2 separate regions of the Sus scrofa genome follow, and region 1 is linked to region 2. The links are chromatin contacts, called in public HiChIP or PLAC-seq maps. All regions are on one chromosome and are shown on one strand. Each heading gives the region's core, a stretch centred on a gene start, on an enhancer-like site or on the middle of the called end of the contact. The rest is flanking DNA. Distances are from core to core; before and after follow the strand shown. Region 1 has its middle 41 kb from the start of CCR3. Region 2 overlaps XCR1 (X-C motif chemokine receptor 1).

Region 1 (7,036 bases), core at 3,168-5,667, 120 kb after region 2:
AAAGTAGAATGAAGACATTGAAGAAAGGGACACAGAGAAAGTGACATTCTGCTTATGTTGGGCTCCCCCCAAAGCAGCTCCTGAGCAAGAAATGAAGAGCAAAGAGTTTATTTGCAAAGTGCAGAAAACTCCAGGAGGGACGGGGAAGTACAACGGAAGAAGAAGATGCCAACAGAAGGTATGTGATGAAGCGCCTTCCACGGGGGGATGACTGGAGCTCATAACCACCAAAAATCTCTGGGAAACGGTGTAACATACTTCTTAGTTCTCTCGTTTGATGGGGAAGGAAGTTGAGGTACTAACACTCCACTCCTGTCAGTAACTGGCTGATTGGCACTAATTCCTCAGCCTGTCCAGCCTGCCTGGGTCTGGAGAGGCTTTCCCAGCTCTGGGGGGAAGCTCCCAAGCAACACGACATAGATATGAGGATGCTGGAAGCCAGCAGGGCATGCTCAGTTAAGGCTTGAGGCTACATATTTGAATAATTTTTCATAAAGTAAAAGGTAGAAGTGACAGTGGTGGCCGGGTAGGTAGGTTAGTGTTCTGGCAGCCACAGCAGCACAGAAGTGCACTAAAGACTAGAGTCACCTTGACAATGGGACCTTGAACACACCTCAGTATTGAGTTCCCTCTTGTTCGTCCTTTTTATTGAGCATCATACTCCATTAGTTTTTAAAAGATGATCCTCCACTGCAGCACTATTTTTTTTTAATTTTTTTGTCTTTTTAGGGCTGCACCTATGGAATACGGAAGTTCCCAGGCTAGGGGTCAAATCAGAGCTGTAGCCGCCGGCCTACACCACGGCCACATCAATGCCAGATCTGAGCCTTATCTGCAACCCACACCACAGCTCACAGAAATGCTGGATCCTTAACTGACTGCGTGAGGCCAGAGATCAAACCTGGTTCTCATGGTTACTAGTCGGTTCCTTACCACTTAGCCACAATGGGAACTCCTGCAGCACTATTTGTAATAGCTAAGACACAGAAACAATGTAAATGTCATTGACAGATGAATGGATAAAGAAGATGTGGTACATACATACAATAAAATACTATTCAGCTGTAAAAAAGAATGAAATAATGTTATGTGCAGCAACATGGATGGACTTAGAGATTATCATACTAAGTGAAGCAAGTTAGAAAGAGAAAGATAAATACTATATGATATCACTTTTATGTGGAATCTAAAATATGACACAAATAATCTATAAAACAGGAACATACCCATAGACATCGAGAACAAACTTGTGGTTGGTTGCCAAAGGGGAAGGAGGAGAGGAAAGATGGACTGGGAGTTTGGGAATAGCAGATGCAAACTATTATATATTGGATGGATAATCAGTAAGGCCCTACTCTACAGCACATGGAACTATATTCAGTATCTTGTGATAAACCATCATGGATAAGCATATTAAAAAGAATGTGTATATATGAATTACACTTTTGCTGTACAGTAGAAAACCAGACATTGTAAATCAACTACACTCCAATAAAATAATTTTTGAAGAATGATCCTTTTCCAGCTTTCAGAGGTTTTCTTCAAATCCCAGAGCTGTAATTTTACAGTCTTCACATCTCCTGAACAAGGCAGGTTTCTTTCCTCCATAGCCTATGGTCTTTCTGTCACTGGGCTTTTCATCCCTTCCTGCCCAGGTGAATCCTCAGTACAGGTAAAGTCACCATTTCTCTTTCTCTATTCATTGATCTAATCCAGGGGTTGGTGAACTGTGACCCACAGCCCACATACAGCCCACTGCCTGCTCTATGAACAGTTTCACTGGAGCACAGCCACACTCATTTGTTTATGAATTGTCTGTGGCTGCTTTTGTGCTACCGCAACAGAACTGAGTAATTGCGACAGAGACCGTGGAGCCCACAAATCCTAAAATATTTACTTTCTCGTCTTTAAAGAAGTTTCCTGACCCCGGCTAATCCATGCCCAACAGGATCCGGGGCTCTGATATGCACAGCCATAATGAAGGAGGCCAGATTTTGGGGGGGGGGTGCTCAGGATGTGAGGTCTGCAGACAGGCTGCTTAAATCCCCAGGTTAGTTCTAGCCTGACCCTAGATACAGTTCTAAACAAAATAAGGTTGATTGTGTAGTAGTTAAACACTGCTCACTAATGCAAAATGCTAACTGTTGGTACTCAGACAGCACACTGGAAGTGTTAACTGGGGTAGCAGGATGCCACAGATTCTGTATTCCAAGGTAGGCCATGTGCAAAATTGACATAGGAGTTGTTAAAACACATTTCATGACTCTTGTGACCCTTTACCTACACTGGGGACAAAGAGGTTGGATTGGTGAAAATTAGGGAGCTACCTGAAAAGGCATTCTTTGTTGAGGGCTGCTAGGTACCTCTACACCAGGGATGGAAAGGAATGAGGGCATGGTGGGTACTGTCTCTCACCTCAAGCCGATGGGACCACCTGAGAGCTTGATACAAGTCACTTCAGTTAAAGAAGACCTGCTCTCACTCAGGGAATTGGGAGACAAGACCAGCCAGCCACTTTGGGGGTGGAACAGAGAAAAAGTGCCACTACTTTAGGATGGATCTATGCTTTTAGAGCTGATTTTGGCAAAGGATGTGGGATTTTTTTTTTCCCCATAGACGAAGTGAGAGAGTTTACTGGAGGATTTCCATTCATGCCCAAGAAGACTGCCTGGATGAAGCTCATTTGCAGGATGAGAGAAATGTGTGTGCGGTGGACTGCTGAAACCACAGGAGATAATGGGAATCTGTCAGCCAGGGAAAATGCAATTATGCTGACTATTCCCAGGGAAGTTTCTAATGACTCTACAAAAGCAGACCATGAGAGAAAGAATCAACTTTTAAAATTTTTATTTATTTATTTATTACTGCCTTTTTTAGGGCCACATGTGTGGCATATGGAAGTTACCAGGCTAGGGGTCCAATTGGAGCCTCAGCTGCTGGCCTATGCCAGAGCCACAGCGACGTGCGACCTACACCACAGCTCGTGGCAACGCCAGATCCTTAACCCCCTGAGTGAGGCCAGGGATTGAACCTACACCCTCTTGGATACCAGTTGGGTTTGTCACTGCTAAGCCACGATGGGAACTCCCAGAATCAACTTTTAAATACCTGCCAGCCCCACAAGAGGAGCTGGGGGTGAAGTCAACATCTTATGACAGGGCCAGTCAAACAAAAACCTTCCTCACCCCACTTTCCTTCCTTTCCCAGTACCCACCAGCTGGAGGACTAGAAACCACGTTGAGGAAGTAGCAGAGGTGCCACGAGGGAGACAGAGAGAGAGAGAAAGAGAGAGAAGTAGGAGGGTGCCCCCACTCTTCCTTCCTGTGTCAGTTCATCCCTGAGCCAGCTGGGAGGAGAGGTGGATTTAACTGTCAAATCAGGCTGAGTTTTGATATTCATATGAAGATCAACCCTTCAATTTCTGAACTGAAATTCTCTTTTGTGACTTCAAATGATAATGGGACTTTTTCTTTTGTACCTAAGTGTGATGGCAAAAGTCATGGGACAGCCCAACTGGGGCTAGAAGAACTTCAGCCTCTGATCCAATTTAAAGGGACAGGAGGCATAAAAGTAAAGATTCTTTCTGTTCATACCTCTTAAGTTCTGTTGGGTCAACAGACTGGTGGCAAATTCAAAGCCCCCAAATTTCAGCTCTTGAGGTCTACAGAGGGCTTAGTGAATATGCAGGACTGCCCTGTGGGACTTAAATGGATGTCAGAGCCCCAGACCCTGGCTGAGAAATAAGGCAGAGGGGGTAAAAGTAATGATATATAAATACACATGTATAGATATAAATATATCTATATGGGTATGAATATGAGCTTGAATATAGAAATACTTATTCATACCTTTAAAATTCTGTATACCTAGATTTTGCCTTTTTTTTTTTTTTTTTTTTTTTTTTTTTTTTTTTTGCTTTTTTAGGGCCTTGCCTACAGCATATGGAAATTCCAGGCCAGGGGTTGAACTGGAGCCACAGCTGCTGGCCTATGCCACAACCATAGCCACAGCATTGTGGGATCTGAACCACATCTGCAACCTACACCACAGCTAATGGCAATGCCAGAACCTTAACCCGCTGAGCCAGGCCAGGGATTGAACCATGTCCTCATGGATACTAGTTGGGTTTGTAATCCGCTGAGCCACAAAGGGAACTCTGATTCTGCCTATTTTCAAAGGTAACCTTTTCTGCTAAGCAAGAACCTATGCCACGCCACTGTCCTCATGCCATCAGAAGAATGGCTGCCTCTTGCAATCTAGACTTTCTGACCTGAGGAAAGCCTCTCAGTTTTCAGACAGGACAAGATTCTTCCTGGCTTAGTTTGGGTCCTGAGGAACTGACCCCAACCCTCAGACTGTCCCCCTTACTTGCTAACCTCTCCTTCAGTTACAGCTGCAATGGAAAATGTGAACACTAGGGGGCCTTCCAATGCCAGAGACTCAGCCAACCCAGGGCAGTCACTCAAGAAAATAATGAAGCAGAGAAATACCCCCACATGCTGGGTGGGAGGTGAGGTTTTGATGATGCTATAGCAATAAAGGCAGGAATGACTGTATCTGATCTTGTCCAGCTAAGTTGCAAAACTCTAAGGGATACCATCTGCATCTCTATGAACTGTGCAACGCAGTGGCCACAAGAGGGAGGAACAGAGGTAGGCAACACGGTTTCACTTTGTTATGACCAGGGCTAATTGCTAGTTCCCTGGTGCAGGGCCTAGGTAAAGCTGGTAACAGTTCAAGGCCTATGAAATTCCACTATCTCCTCTTAAACCGAAATTCAAATCTTATTCCAGAGGGCCTGGCCCAAGCTCAAAGCAATGGGTAGGCTGAAACATGTGTGACTAGGAGACAAAAGCAAGGTGGCAGCACTTGTCTCCGTGGTACCCACCCTGATTCACCATACTGCTGCTTGAGGGGTGGAAGCAGACTAGACCTGCTTGAGCATGTGTGGGACCTTTAAAACCCCCACAAAGGCCCCCAAAGCTAGCAAGTGCAGCCAATTCATGCTCTGAAACCTGCTCATCAGAACGGCAACTTCTCTGGCCCAGGACAAGTGGGAAGGGACAGAGGGAGAGACGTTCTGCTCATCCTATGTTGTTCAATAGGATGCTATTCATCAATCAAACTCCAATTGGTCCTATTTACTCAACACCTATAATTGTCCTAGTCTTTATGCCAGGAGGTAAAGGGAATGGTGAAAGAAAAACATGGTTGCTGGCCTCAAGATTAAATACTCTGTCAAAATAAGGAGTGGGGGGTATACTCTGTCATCCCCACCTGGATCTACTCTCCCCACTGCTCTGCACCCGAGAAGCTGCCCCTTATGGACCACACCAGTCTTCTCCCTTGCTCTCTGGATTAGGGAGAATCCATGGGGAGCACCTGCAGGAAGTTAGATGAAGGGAGGAGAGTGAGGTCAAAGTGTCGATTCCCCCAGTCTCCTCCCTGCAGCAGCACTGGAGGCTGGTGACATCCCCCACAGCAGGGCCTATCTCTCAGCTCTGGACCTCGCCAGTTCCTCCTACCCCTTGGCACTTTGGACCTAGGCTGGTAGGAAATTCCACTGTTACTCAGCTCAGGGGGATGCATTCTCCCTCCACACTGCCATCACCTTTGTAAATGTTCCTTGACTAAACTCTCCTCAAACTGCCCAATCTGAGCATGTCATTTTCTGCTGGGATCTTGTGTGACATGAGGAGATAATATTTGGCACAGGAAAACAAGTTACAAGCTGCAATAAAAGAAAAAAATACATGGAAAGTGTCAAGTAGGTGTTCATGGAAAAATTCCTGAAGGAGGAGAGGCAAGGCTGGGTTCTAAGGACAGGAGCTATACCTCTGAGGAAAGCTGGGTTACACAAAGGAAGAGCTGAGACTGAATACACAGTGTTCAGGAAGTAGAGACTCATGGTCAGTGCGGACAGGGGAAAGCAGCAGATGATAAACAAGAGGTCTGGAAGCAAGGGCACTTTGCTGCCTGAATTAAGAAAGGTTTGGATGTACCCTGTTGCGGGGGGGGGGGGGGGGTAACACTGCTACAGATACAAACATGGGGTGGGGGATGCTTGGTTCATGATGATTCCTACAGTGGCCATTACCAGGCTCCTCCTAGGTTCCTCTTGACTTGTTTGATCCCACAGTGATGGATCCTGACCAACTGGAACTTGAAAATTCAAATGAAGACATACAAGGATGGGTAGAGCTGATTGATCCTGTGGCTGTGGCCTGGAGAGGGGCTCCCTGACCTCCCCCTGAGGCCCAGCAGTCCTTCCTTCCCCATTCTGGGAGCTGTCCAAACCATGCCTATACAGTCATTCTTGGAAGAAGGTGGGTTTAGAAATCAAGATTAACTGATGTGGAAATGAAATGCTAGAGAGCATGCTGTGGGCGTCAGAGGAGACACATATCCACGTCCCAGAATGGGAAAATGGAAGTCCGAGGGAAGAGGGGTGAAGTAATTAGTTAGGTTATTGCCTCACACTGGGTGCCCACTGAGGACAGAGCCTGGTCAGGGGGTGGGGGCAGGCAGCAGGAAGGTTTTGCTATTCACCAACCTAAAGAGGATGAGAAATGCCAGAACTAGAGGGTAGGATGACTGTTTCTGGAGGCACTGAGCAACTTGAAGCAAGGGGGAAAAAAAAACCACTCAAATACTGAGGTTTTCATCTTCACAGCAGAGTGAACCTTAAAGCTTTTCTATGACCATTTTGAAAAAAATGAAAATAAAACTCTTGTTACCTGAAGTTGCCAGGTTAAAACTATTGTAAGCTAATTCAGAGCCCAAACTGGCAGGTGTCTTAATCATAATGTGAGTTGAATTCACACATTTGCCAGAGAGCATGTATGAATGTTAAGGCACTAATTGAGACAGACCAAGAACCAGTGGGAATGAGACTATCTGGAAGTGTGCAGAGGACCTGGGAAACCCTGGCCCTCACTGCCCTCTGGCACACTGTCATCTACACCCTTCTTTCCTAAGGAGTCCGTTTTTCCTTAGCATGACAAAGTTAACAATTCACTCCATGTCTCATCCCTCA
Region 2 (6,353 bases), core at 3,604-6,103:
GTGGCCGTGCCAAATTCTGGCAAGGATATAGAGAAACAATCTCTTACACGTTGCTCTTGGAAATGCGAAATGACATAGACACTCTGGAAAAGAATATCAGTCTCTTTAAAAACTGAACACACACCATATGATCCAGCAGTGACACTTTTAGGAATTTATCCTAGAGAAGTAAAAACTTATATTCTCACAAAAATCAATACATAATTGTTTAAAGAAGATTAACTCTTAATAGCCCCCAAATGGAAACAACCAAAATGTCCCATGATGGGTGAATGGCTAAATTCCATACCATGGGATACTACCCAGGAATAAAAAGGAGCAAGCTTTTGGTATATGCAACAAGTCACGTAGATCTCAGGGGTTTTAGGACTAGTAAAAAAAATCAAAATCTCAAAAGGTCACATACTGAGCAATTTCATTTACATAATGCTCTTGAAATGACAAAAACCATAGAGATAGAAAGCAGATCAGTGGTTGCCAGGGGTTAGGTGGGGATGGATGTTGGGGGAGGTATGACTTTAAAGGGTAGCAGGAGGGACACCTTTGTGATGAGGGAACAATTCTGTATCTTGACTGAGGTGGTGGTTACAGGAATCTACATATGTGGTAAAACAGAACAGAACGATACACACGCATTGTACCCATGTCCAAATCCTGGTTTTGATATTGCACTGTAGTTAAGGAAGATGTAACCACTGGAGGAAAATTGGGTGGGATTTCTCCATACTATTTTTACAACTTCCGGCTAATCTATAATTATTTCAAAGTTAAATAAATTTTAAAAAGCTACTATCCTACTATTCAGCTCAAAAATCTTCAACAATTATCCATGGCTCACAGCCATGGTTTTACAAATTTAGGTACACAAGTATTGTTTATGTTGTATTAAACATGCAGATCCCCAAGTTCCTGCTGTGGCACAGTGGGTTAATGATGCGGCATTGTCTCCGTGGTGGTGAGCGTTTGATCCCTGGCCTGGCACAGTGAGTTGAAGATCCGGCATTGCTGCAGCTGTGGTGTAGGTCGTAGCTGCAGCTAAGACTCAATCCCTGCCCCAGGAATTTCCATATGCTACAAGTGCAGACAAAAAAGAAAAAAAGAAGAACATGCAGATCCCCAGGCCTCAGCCCCAGAAATTGTGATGCAGTAGGTAGGGGGAAAGACTGGGTTCTGCTCAGCAGGTGACTAAGCTGCAGAAAGCGTCTTCAGATGACACTGTAAGAAACTCAGACTCTGTCTCTGGCCTTGAGCTCTTAGTTTACAATTAAAACTCTGCTCTACAACAAAAACATCTGTTCACTGGATCCAGGATTGGGGTAAGGCAATCAAAGTGTCTGGACCAGTGATGGTTATACCAGTGTACACTTGTAGAAATGCCCACTTAACATGGGTGCATTTTATTGTATATGAATGATACTTCAGTGAAGCTGATTAAAGAAACAAAGCAGAGAAACAACCAAAATCCCCAACTTTCTCACAAACATTGGAACCCTATGCTTCAGGGGAAAGCCATCTCTTCCTGATGGGCTATGGGTATAAATGGTGGAGTAGGAAGAGCTCTGGTGAGGGGGTCTCAATGTTTGGATTCTCTTCCTGGTTCTAATAAGAACTGGCTGGACGACCCACGGCTTAGTCACTAAGCCCTCTGAGTCTCATATGCTGTAAGTACTTACTTCCCAGGGCTGGTGGGAGCAGCAGATACACTGAAATACACAAAGTCACCTAGTGAAGAGCTACACATCCATGGAATTTTTACCAGTTCTTAGACGGAAACTGCCCTGTGCATAGCCCTTTCAGTTCAAGCCTGGAACAGCTCTAGGCCTATGAGATTTCAACAGCTATCACGTATATGCAAATTAAAGCTGTCAGACATCATTTCTGCCCATGTATTTGGCAAAAATTAGAAAGTCATAACATTACAGGCTGATGAGAATGGGGAAAGTGAGGACCCTGGAGGCAAGGCTGGTGGGAATGGGAACTGGCATAGCATTTGAAGGACAACCTGGAAGAAGGTAAGGCTGCAAATACCCGCTGACCCAGCAGGTCCACCCTTGGGTTCTTTATCCAGAGATATTCTGCACAGGCCATAAGAGACAGGTGAGAAGATGCTCATTGCATCTTGTTTTGATGGCAGAGATTGGGACAACCTAGGTGTCTGTCGCTAGGGAATGGATACATAAAATGTTGGCAGATGCATACACAGTAAGACAAAGAAGCAATCAGAAAAGGATTTACTAGAGCCGCACAGCTGTAGCTCAAAAACATCATGTTGAATTTTAAAAAGTGTTCCAAGTGATATTTATGGCATAATGTTATTTATGGAAACTGACCTCGTAGAATTGAATAGATTAGATGAGATATTGGTCAGTGATTGCCACTTAGTAGTGGCTCAACACATGACAGCTATTATTTTGAAAAAAGAAAAAGCAGGAGATCACTGAATTCATCAGCGTCAAAATTAAAACATAGGAGTTCCTGTCGTGGCTCAGTGGTTAACGAATCTGACTAGGAACCACGAGGTTGCGGGTTCGATCCCTGGCCTTGCTTAGTGGGTTAAGGATCCAGCATTGCCATGAGCTGTGGTGTGGGTTGCAGACGCGTTGCTGTGGCTGTGGTGTAGGCCGGTGGCTGCAGCTCCGATTCGACCCCTAGCCTGGAAACCTCCATATGCCGGGGAGCGGCCCAAGAAATGGCAAAAAAGACCAAAAAATAAAATAAAATAAAACATAGAACTGTGAAACCTGATAAGTTTCCCCAGGAAGGAGTGAAACAAAGAGTTAGATGTCCATGGTCCTGAATGTCCCCACTAGGTCAGGAAGCCAGCTTTCTTGACAGTTTCAGTTTGAAGATGCTAGAGAAATGTGTTGTTGGCCACTGCCCTCTGTTGAAACAATGTTGTCACTTCTGAGTTGAGAATTCTGACTTGTCATGACACAGTATTTGAACTTCGACTGACTCACTGGGGAAGAGGCAGCCCCCCTGTGTGAACACTCACAGAACATGTTGCCCCTCTAAATGAATCCCTCTAATCATTATAGCTAATACAACACTTAATTTTCTTATGTCTATTCTCAGCACTTGAGTATGTTATTTTGAAAAATGAATCAATCCTCATACAAACACAACTCATCACAGTGCAAACGGAAGAGGCAGGTACTATTGCACTGATGCGAGAACAGAGGCAAAAGGAGGTAAGTAATCTGTCCAAAGTCACACAGCCAGAAAGCAATGAAGCTGGCTCCAGGGTCTGTATTCCAACCAGCTCTGTTAGTATGACTCTTGAATGCCTCTGGTTCCTTTGATCTGGTCATGACAAGTGTTCTACAGCCTGCATTTTGTCCAAATATTTTCTTCCCATTTAAAACACCCTTAGGTCTGTGCCCCATGCCTTGTATGTTCCTCCCGTTCACAGCAAAATTCCTGGAAAGAATAGTCCACACTCACTCTCTTCCCAGAAGCAAGGGAGTCTGCCATCAACAATTCTCACTTTCAAATTCCTCAGGAGTCTGCACTTGACCTGCTTCTTTGATTTGTAGGTGCTCTCTCCAAGTGCCCTCAGGATACATATAATGCTGACATTCTACATGATTACTGAATCAAGGAAATGGACTTTTGAGTTTTGTCCACCAGGGGGAGGTCTTCTCTAAACGCCTGATTCCTCCTCCCTCTCGGCAGGTCAGGTACACCACTCTAGCTGTCAAGTACTGCAAACGTGGCTGGTTCTAACTGATATGTACTTAAATACAAATTACACACCAGATATTGAAGATTTAGCACAAAAGGGAGAATGTGAAATATCTTATTAATAAATTAACAAACTGATTGCATGCTGAAATGATAATATCTAGATTAAGTAAAAGATACTATTAAAATCATTTTTACTTGTTTATTGTTAGATTTTTGAAAATGTGGTGCTACAACATTTAAAATTGCATGTGTGGCTTACTTCATATTCCTATTGGACAGTACAGGTGTAGAGCCTCCCTCCCAATGGCAAACTCTTAAGCTCGTCTGCAGAAAGCTTGGGCTCCAAGGAATCCAGTTTGAAAACCATTCACTTGACTCCATTCATGAAGACACTGAAGCCCATGTGGGCTGACAACTTTTCCATGTGGGCTGACAACTTTATCAAGAAATATTACCAGGGAATTCCCATTGTGGCTCAGCAGTTAATGAACCTGACTGGTATCAGTGAGGATGCAGGTTTGATCCCTGTCCTTGCTCAGTGGGTTAAGGGTCCTGTGTTGCCATGAGCTGTGGTGTAGGTTGCAGACACGGCTCAGATCCCAAGGTGCTATGGCCTTGGTGTAGGTCGGTGGCTACAGGTCTGACTGGACCCCTAGCCTGGGGTCCATATGTTATTGGTGTGGCCCTAAAAAGACCAAAAAAAAAAAAAAAAAAAAAAGAAAGAAAGAAAGAAAGAAAAGGAAAAGGAAATGTTACCACGTGAGGCCTCTTCCTTGTTTGCTTTGGCGGGTCTCCTGCTCAGTCTCTCTTACATCCACTGCCACCCTAGGAACAATTTTCTGTTCTCTGCTGGGAAGTCCAGCCCTGCTTTAGGCTTTGGGCTGCACCCTTCCTGCTGTGGATAGGCTGGCATGTCCCTGGAGACAAAAGCAGTGACTATGGAGCCCTTCTCAACCTTTTATCTTCAACTACCCTCTAGACTTGGTCAATTCCAGTGCCATGTAGGGATTCCAGCTCTTGCTGGAATAAGTCCAACCCAGCTGGAAGGATGAGAAAACAGAGCCAGCCAGACTTGCCACTTGTTGACCCCGTGACCACCATACTGTCACTACAGAGAGCTCATGTTGCCCACAGGCCCTGCTAGCAGAAGCGGGGGACCAGCGATCACATGGCCAGTGAGTCACATGGGAACTGAGTCAGTGGGGTGACTTCTCTGAAGTGGATGCATGAATCAGCAGTGGGGAAGCTGGGAGGCACAGCCAGACCCCGTGTTGCAGGCAAGGATCTTAGCACAAGCCCTGACACCACAAATCTTCCCCACCACAGCCCCTCGGAAATGCAGCATCATGGGTCAGCTGTAGTTTCCTTTGCAGTAGGGGTTGAGACCCTTCACATGTGTGAGCCTGCATGGGTGTGGGTCTGTTCAAATAAGAAGTGTTGCTGGCTTGTGCCTCCTCTTCATGAGGGTGCCACGAAAGTGAGAGAAGACTCTTAGCTTCCCTCCCTATTCTGGATTCCTGGTCAAGGGGCCATGTGGGTCGAGGCTGTGAGTGTGGCCACAGTTGTCTAGGCAGATGCTGCACTGTGCCTGCAACCTCATCTTTGCCTCTTCTGACCCCAAATTAGAGAACTACTGAATCATGGGACTATAAGAGAACCTGTGCTGTGTGGATCAGCAGTCACAAGATGAGGGCTCTCTTCCCAGTCAGTCACAGCTCCAGCTGTGCGATTTGGGGCTAGTCACCATATGTGTCTGAGGCTCACTTGTATAACGGGTATATTATTTATCTACCATACCTTTAAAAAATTCCTTCAAGGAGTTTCCCTGTGGTGCAGTGGGTTAAAGATCCGGTTTGTCTCTATGGCGTTGCTGCTTTGAGTCCTGGCCCAGTGCAGCAGTTTAAGGATCTGGCATTGCCATAGCTGTGGCGTAGGTTGCAGGTGTGGCTCAGATTTGATCCCGGGCCTGGAAACATCCATATGCCACAGTATGGCCGAAAAAGGAAAAAAAAAATTCCTTCAAAACCTAGTAGATTAAACAATGATTATTATCTCACACAATGTTTGTGGGGTCAGAACTTTGGAGGCAACTCACCTGGATGGTTTTGGCCCATGTCCTTTCATGGGATGAGAACAAGATGTCCATGGGGCTGCAGTCATCTGAAGGCTTGACTGGGGTTGGAAGATCTGCTTCCAAGCCAGCTGTGTTCACATGGCTGCTGGCAGGAGGCCCTGGTTCCTGGTCATGCGAGTCTCTCCATGAAGCCTGAGGGTCCTCCTGACATGGTTGCTGCCTTCTCCCAGGGTAAGCCATCTAAGAGACCAAGACAGAAGCCACAGTATCTTTTATGATCTAACCTCTGAAGAAAAGCACTATCATTTCTACACTATCTTACTTGTTATCCAGGTCAACCCTACTCAGCGATGTCAGTACCAGGTGGTACCAACCACTGGGAGCCGTCATGAAGACTGGCTACCATCTTAGTAGTAATAAGTAGCATCAGTAATATCTACCATGTCCATCCCACTAAGACGTCATGAGGTTTTGTTGGCATATCCACTGCAAGAAAAACCATTAACCAGAGGATGCATCTGATAAGGTCAAGGCAGCAGCTGCTAAAAACAGCTCTAAAAGGGGTTGCTGTGGACTGAGACCATTCCAGGAA

Evidence for each region. HiChIP or PLAC-seq counts read pairs in DNA pulled down with a chosen protein or histone mark.
Region 1: a contact with region 2 is called in an H3K27ac HiChIP or PLAC-seq map of alveolar macrophages. The contact joins two enhancer-like sites. A contact is called at or near these places in 8 of 47 Hi-C or Micro-C datasets (alveolar macrophages, blood, brain and 1 more) and 1 of 2 datasets of contacts at active chromatin or transcription factors (alveolar macrophages).

Annotation. Positions count from the first base shown.
Region 1 is chr13:29,289,719-29,296,754 of Sscrofa11.1, forward strand. No RefSeq gene overlaps it. Among named protein-coding and RNA genes, the nearest start is that of CCR3, 41 kb to the left of the region's middle. Within about 2 kb of position 4,418, at least 21 of the 83 cell types and tissues checked have an H3K27ac peak or open chromatin away from gene starts, as enhancers often do. A contact at or near this core is called in alveolar macrophages and subcutaneous adipose tissue, where this site is marked.
Region 2 is chr13:29,171,823-29,178,175 of Sscrofa11.1, forward strand. It overlaps XCR1 (X-C motif chemokine receptor 1), which reads right to left. Exons shown (of 4, transcript NM_001001622.1): 3 at 5,783-6,001. Among named protein-coding and RNA genes, the nearest start is that of FYCO1, 32 kb to the left of the region's middle. Within about 2 kb of position 4,854, at least 23 of the 83 cell types and tissues checked have an H3K27ac peak or open chromatin away from gene starts, as enhancers often do. A contact at or near this core is called in alveolar macrophages and subcutaneous adipose tissue, where this site is marked.